Linked DNA regions of Mus musculus: region 1 is linked to region 2. The links are chromatin contacts, called in public promoter capture Hi-C maps. All regions are on one chromosome and are shown on one strand. The core of a region is the stretch at or near the end of the contact, and the rest is flanking DNA. Distances in the headings are between cores, read along the strand shown. Region 1 overlaps Uhrf2 (ubiquitin-like, containing PHD and RING finger domains 2). Region 2 has its middle 6.7 kb from the start of Gm26046.

The links. Capture Hi-C pulls out chosen DNA fragments and counts their contacts.
Region 1: a contact with region 2 is called in a promoter capture Hi-C map of pancreatic islet. A contact is called at or near these places in 2 of 484 Hi-C or Micro-C datasets (the NIH/3T3 cell line and group 2 innate lymphoid cells), 3 of 130 datasets of targeted methods (the NIH/3T3 cell line, bone marrow-derived macrophages and large pre-B cells) and 3 of 9 other capture datasets (adipose tissue, liver and pancreatic islet).

What each region holds. Positions count from the first base shown.
Region 1 is chr19:30,087,649-30,090,850 of GRCm38.p6, forward strand. Uhrf2 (ubiquitin-like, containing PHD and RING finger domains 2) reads left to right here. Exons shown (of 16, transcript NM_144873.2): 13 at 831-927; 14 at 1,538-1,695. Among named protein-coding and RNA genes, the nearest start is that of Uhrf2, 59 kb to the left of the region's middle.
Region 2 is chr19:29,977,837-29,980,957 of GRCm38.p6, forward strand. No RefSeq gene overlaps it. Among named protein-coding and RNA genes, the nearest start is that of Gm26046, 6.7 kb to the right of the region's middle.

The sequences.
Region 1 (3,202 bases), core at 358-2,857, 110 kb after region 2:
GTCAGCACAGTCCTTGACTTGGCTCTGTCTCGCTGCATATAGGGACTGAACTGTGGGTAGTGTCTGACCACTCATGCAGGGGAATGTGTACCTTTGAGTGTTTTTCTTGTCTTTAAACTCCTAGAAATGATTATTCAGATGAGATTCATCAGCTGGAAACTGAGCAGAAGCATAAAAGTATATCTGCTATGATGGGTTAGTGGTAATGTGCTGAGGCCAGAAATATGTGGAGAGCTTTAAATGTGAGCATTAGTGCAAAGTCATGCCTTTCCTCTAAAATAGCTATCAATGAAGGTGAAGAGGTAGAATGTATCCCTTTAAATATAACTTGTAGGTGATGGAAAATTAAGTTCTATTTAGTTTTCTAAAAATCATCTTCCATCCCCTAATTTTGGAGATGAGAAATTTGGTGCTCAATATTTTGTTTTAAGATGCGAGCCATAATTTTCATCTTGTATATTTGAATATCAGTTCTATATGTGATCCTTGCTTCATGCCTAGTGTTTCTCTCTCTCTCTCTCTCTCTTGTAATTTTTTAAGCCACCAACATAGTATGTGAAAATTTTCTTCTATTAGATCTGAAACTGAAATAGTCAAATTATAAAGTGGAGCATTGTAACAGTTGAGGCTGTAAGGCTTCAAGTAGAATTTGAGATTTCAATTATATTTTGCCCTTTGAATTCTGAAAGTGTATATTTTGCTTCATGTAAATTAAATGTGGAGAAAGCAAGCATTAAAAACCCCTCCCCTCCCTGTAAACTTTCTTCTAGATCTGGAGTTTCTCCCCTGTAAAATTTAAATCGACATTGTTTCTCTTCCTCCCTCCCCAGTACCCAGCAGGTTACCCCTCGGAAAAGGAAGGCAAGAAGACCAAGGGGCAGTCAAAGAAGCAGGGCAGTGAGGCCACCAAAAGGCCAGCTTCAGATGGCAAGTAGCGACTGCGGGCATCTAGACTGATAACACACTTGGATAAAGAGAAATAGAGAATAAATTGAGGAGGGCATAAGCAATTATATAAAAGGATTTTGTTGGGGGGTGGTGTTTGTCTCTTTAATAGAGTCAGAGCCACATCAACAGCAAGTGTAGGAAGTGTCTGTCTTAGGGTTTTACTGCTGTGAAGAGGCACCATGACCAAGGCAACTCTTATAAGGACAACATTTAATTGGGGCTGGCTTACAGGTTCAGAGGTTCAGTCCATTATCATCAAGGTGGGAATATGGCAGCGTCCAGGCAGGCATGGTGCAGCAGCAGGAGCTGAGAGTTCTACTTCTTCATCTGGAGGCTGCTAGCGGAATACTGGCTTCCAGGCAACTAGGGTGAGGGTCTTAGAGCCTACAGACACAGTGACACACCTACTCCAACAAGGCCACACCTTCTAATAGTGCCACTCCCTGGGCCGAGCATATACAAACCATCACAGAATCCTAGACTCCGGGAGGCGACTACATGTGGTCTGAGCATTACTGGCACCAGTGAACCTTTGTGTGGTTTCTAAGAACTGTGAGGGTCTAATGACATATTTTATAAATTAACCTAGATGAGTGTCCAGGTGACTCCAAAGTGCTGAAGGCATCAGATTCAACAGATGCTGTAGAGGCTTTCCAGCTCACGCCTCAGCAGCAGCGCCTGATCAGAGAAGACTGTCAGAACCAGAAGCTGTGGGATGAAGTACTTGCATCTCTTGTAGAAGGACCGGTATATAATGCTTTTCTTAACTAATGATGCTCTGATACTAAAAATGGAAACTGATTTTCACAAGTCCAAACTTTATTTTATGTAGTTTTTCAATCTATCTACTTGACCTTTCAGAAATAACAGTCAATAAATTTAAACAGCTGTAAGTTTATTTTAAACTTCTTAGATGTTGATTTTAATCCTAAATTAACATACACTTAGGTGCTCTCTTTAGGAAGACTTTTCAGTTGTAAAACTCAGTCTAAAACTCAGCTGAAAGGTTTGGTTATATTATAGTTCAGAGATGAGATAATCTAATTATGTAAGTTTAAAATAGTTTATATGATTTTCAAACAAACTGTGTGTACAGCTGTGTGTATAGCTTTGAAGTAAAGTAAACCAGTTTGATCTATGTAAATATCATTGGGATTGGAGAGATGCTCTGTGGTTAGAGCTTGTAGTAGTCTTGCAGAAGACCCAAGTTTGATTACTAGCACCCCGTTTGGGCAGCTTACAACTGCATGTAATTCCATTTCTGCAGACTCCATCTCACACACACACACACATAAGAATATACAGGTAATTTTAATTTTTAAAGGTTTTTTTTTAATCTATATTTTAAAAAAATTAAAAATCTTTTTTTTTCAACCTCTTCTTGATTTTTAAGTTTTAAAGTAAAGCTGGGTCTGGTTTCACATGCCTTTAATCCCAGCACTCAAGAGACAGAGGTCTGTCTCTGAGTGTGAGGACAGTTTGGTCTACAATACACTGAGTTCCAGGACAGCCAGGACTACATAGAGGGACCTGGTTTTTGGTTTTGTTTTGTTGTTGTTATTGTTGATGCTGCTGCTGCTGCTGCTAATGTGTGGATTTCTCTCTCTCTTTTTTTTCTAATTTTTTAATTAATTAATTAATTATGTGTAAGTACACTGTAGCTGTCTTCAGACACTCCAGAAGAGAGCATCAGATTTTGTTCCGAAGAGAGCATCAGATTTTGTTCCGGATGGTTGTGAGCCACCATGTGGTTGCTGGGATTTGGAAGAGCTGTCGGCACTCTTAACCGCTGAGCCATCTCCCCAGCCCTAATGTGTGGATTTCACGTTAAGTTGTGCTCACCAAATGAAAAGGCTTCAGATGGGAGCCATTAGCTCACTTGATTTACTGCGTCTCCTGTTTTGTTGTTAATGAGATCTCTTTTGTGTATTATTTTTATTTCTTCCCTCCTAAAGCAGCATGACTTCACAGCTGCTGTGAGTCATCTGGATATAAGTTACATTTTCTCATCTCGTTCTTTTTCCTTCCACTGTTGCCTTTATTCTTCACTGCAACAGCTAAAACATCTCACATGATGTATGGGGCATCTGCCTCCATCGAGTGTGGAGGGTCTCCGTGTTTGTTTTGCATTTTTGGTTGAGAGATAGTTAACATTACTAAATTAAGCTTATTGGTCACTATTATTAAATTTAGCTATATCTGAAATTTACTGAAAAAATTACTAATTAAAAAAACATTTGCTTTGCTTGTAAAT
Region 2 (3,121 bases), core at 230-2,729:
GCAGGATGAGAGATAGAGACTGGGCCTGGCATGGGTTTTTGAAATCTCAAAGCCCACTACCCAGTCACACACCTCCTCCAACAAGGCCACACCTCCTCCAACAAGGCCACACCTCCCAATCCTTCCCACACAGTTCCACTAACTGTAGACCAAGCATTCAAACCTAAGAGTCTATGGCGGTCATTCTCATCCAAACCACCAAACCTCCTTTTCCCCTCCCCTTCCCCATTTAATCCTCACACTCCAGCTCCTATCCTGTCTTTTCACAACTTTTTCCTTCCTTGAAAGATCCTCTTCTCCCCCACCCCCACCAGTTCCTTAGTAAATATCTAACTTCTGTGCTACTGTACACCCTAGCATGCATATCAAAGGCTGCCAAGCCTACATCCACATATAAGAGAAAACCTGCAGCATGTGTCTCTTTAGGTCTCAGTTCACCTCACTCAGGATGATTCTTTTTCCACAACTCCATCTGGCCACCTGCAAATTTCGTAATTTTTTTTTAAACAGCTGAGTAATATTCCGTTTTGTAAATGGACCACATGTTCATTATCCATCACTCATCCCAACCTCCGTATGTCATCAGTTGACGGGCATCTAGGTTGTTTCCTGTTTCTGGCTAAACTAGCAAAAACACATGGATGGACAAGCATCTCTGTAGCAGGATGTAGAGTCCTTTGGGTATATGCCCGAGTAGATCTATTCCCAGCTTTCCAAGGGCCTGCCACGCTGATCACCACAGGGCTGTACAAGTTTGTGCTCCCACCACCAAGTGTTCCCCCTTCCTCACACCTCTCCAGCATGAGCTGTCGTTTGTGTTATTGATCTTAGCCATTCTGACAGGTTGGAGATGGAATCTCAGAGTTCTTTGCATTTGCATTTCCCTGACTACGGATTTGAACATTGCTTTAAGTGTCTCTCTGCTATGCATGTTTCATCTTTTGAGAACTCTCTGATTAATTCCGTATCCCATTTTTCAAATTGTGTATTTTACAAATCTGATTACTTCTTTTGAAAATGACCAAGTTACGATAATTGTATTTAGCCATCTATTTAGATCTACTCCACTAAAAGCAACTACCACATAATAGTTTCTCCAGGGTGGGAATAACTGGAATACCAGTTTGGATAGTTACAGGCCAGGGGTGCAGATACAGATTATAAATACGGATTTATCTCAGATAAACTGGAGTGACTCAGTATGAGAAGAGTTTACACTGCCACCCAGTGGAGTGTTTAGGGAAAAGACATGTGCCCTTCAATATATTTTAACTAAGCAATCTAGTCAATAGAAATAGATCCCTCTATTCAACCAAGACAAAACAAAACAAAACTGGCCAGGATCTATAAAACACTTTGCTATATAGTGGATCATAGTGGATATACCATTGAATTAAAAGTCTAATGTCTGAGTGCTAGCTTTGAGGTGCCCTGTTCCTAGCCACATGATTTTGAGATGAGTCCTTCCTGTTCCTGCTCTTAGCTTGTGAACATTTGTGAAGTGAAACAGCTACATCACGTTAGTGTTTCTGAAGCAACAGGCTTAGCACACTAATCCTAGTGCCATGGGTTGTTTTTAGACTTTGAAATATCTGATTATAACAACAAAATCGGTATATTACAAGTTCTGATGAAACCTTTGCTTCGGTAAAATGTATGTATGAGTGTGCATGTGTGCTTCTTGGGACCCCATGTAAATGTGCTCATTTCCATAGGATCTATAGAAATAAGGGAGTAAACAAATGCTCTCAGGCTACAGTTCTACAATCCCAGGATTGTGTGAAATGTGAGTGATGCCAATTTGCATTTGCCAGATTTACAGAGAGACGGCTGGCAGACCGTTTGCTGATGGGTGGATGCTATCTTTTACTTTTCTCTTCTAAAACGAAAAAGGCTGCAGTTGAACAGATGGTAATATTTGCCTGTTTTCTTTTACTTGTCCAGAGGTGATTGCCCATCTGGAAATTCAATGTTTCTCAAAACAGTGTGTAGGGCTGTAGGGGGAGGTGCTGATACTGAAGTCTGGCTCCCTAATTGGTTCTTGATTTGGTCAATAAAGGAGGCCAGGAGCCAGTTGCTGGCAGAAGGGACAGGAGGGACTTCCGGGTCCCTGGAGGAAAAAGAGACACAGGGAAAGAGAAGGGCTTTACAGCTAGGCCTTGGACGGAGAAGAATGAAACAGTCATGTAGTAACTCCAGGAAGTTAGAACCAGCGGCCGCTGCAGGTAGCCAAGGAAGTCAGCAGAGGCAAGCTGGTACAGGCGAGCTGAAAAGTTTAAGGCAGGAGATTCTGTGCCTAGCAATTTGTGCTAGCTGACAATTTCTAAAATAATAAAGTTATCTGAGTGTTTTTCATCCTTGGAGCAAAGGTGTGGAGAGAGAGATAAAGAGAGAGAAGGAGGGGGGGAGGGAGGGAGAGAGAGAGAGAGAGAGAGAGAGGGAGAGAGAGAGAGAGAGGAAGAGAGAGAGAGAGAGAGAATGGGATGGTTATGGCAGCTTGGTGAAGTGAAGCTGAGAGGAGCCAGAGAGCGTGGGCAACAGTTTCAGGCCTGTAATCCCAGGCAAAATTATAAACCGAGAGGAACAAAAGAGATGCCGAGAGTGATCCAGTGATGGGAGTGGGCCTTGTGTCACCCTATCTCAGAGCTAAGCAAGGAGGAGCCAGAGCGCCTGCCACCGTTCTGGGCAAAGGCAGGGACGTGTTTTTATTATTACCCAAAACACAGGGCCAACTCAATCAGACGCACCTGGAATGCCCCTTAAAGTGCATTCTTCAACCTCCCCCACTGCTAGGACTAACAAATCGGAACACAGCCCCTCAAGCTGCGGGGTCCTCAAGCATCCTAGGTGTTTTTTACAGATCCTAAAGTTCGAGTAGTATTTTTCATGTTCAGAATGTTGTTGCCCAGGCTGGCCTTAGACTCACTAGGTAGCCAAGGATGACCTTGAATCTGATCTTCCTGCCTCCACCTTCCGAGACCATGGATTGGAAGCATGATCTACCTTACCTAGCACAATACAATTTTGAGCGAAAGTGAAGTTGATCCACACCTACCAACATTCTACTGTCCTTTCCTGCTAACTCCTAACGCCTTCCCGAAAGAGAGAGTCAGTCTTTGCT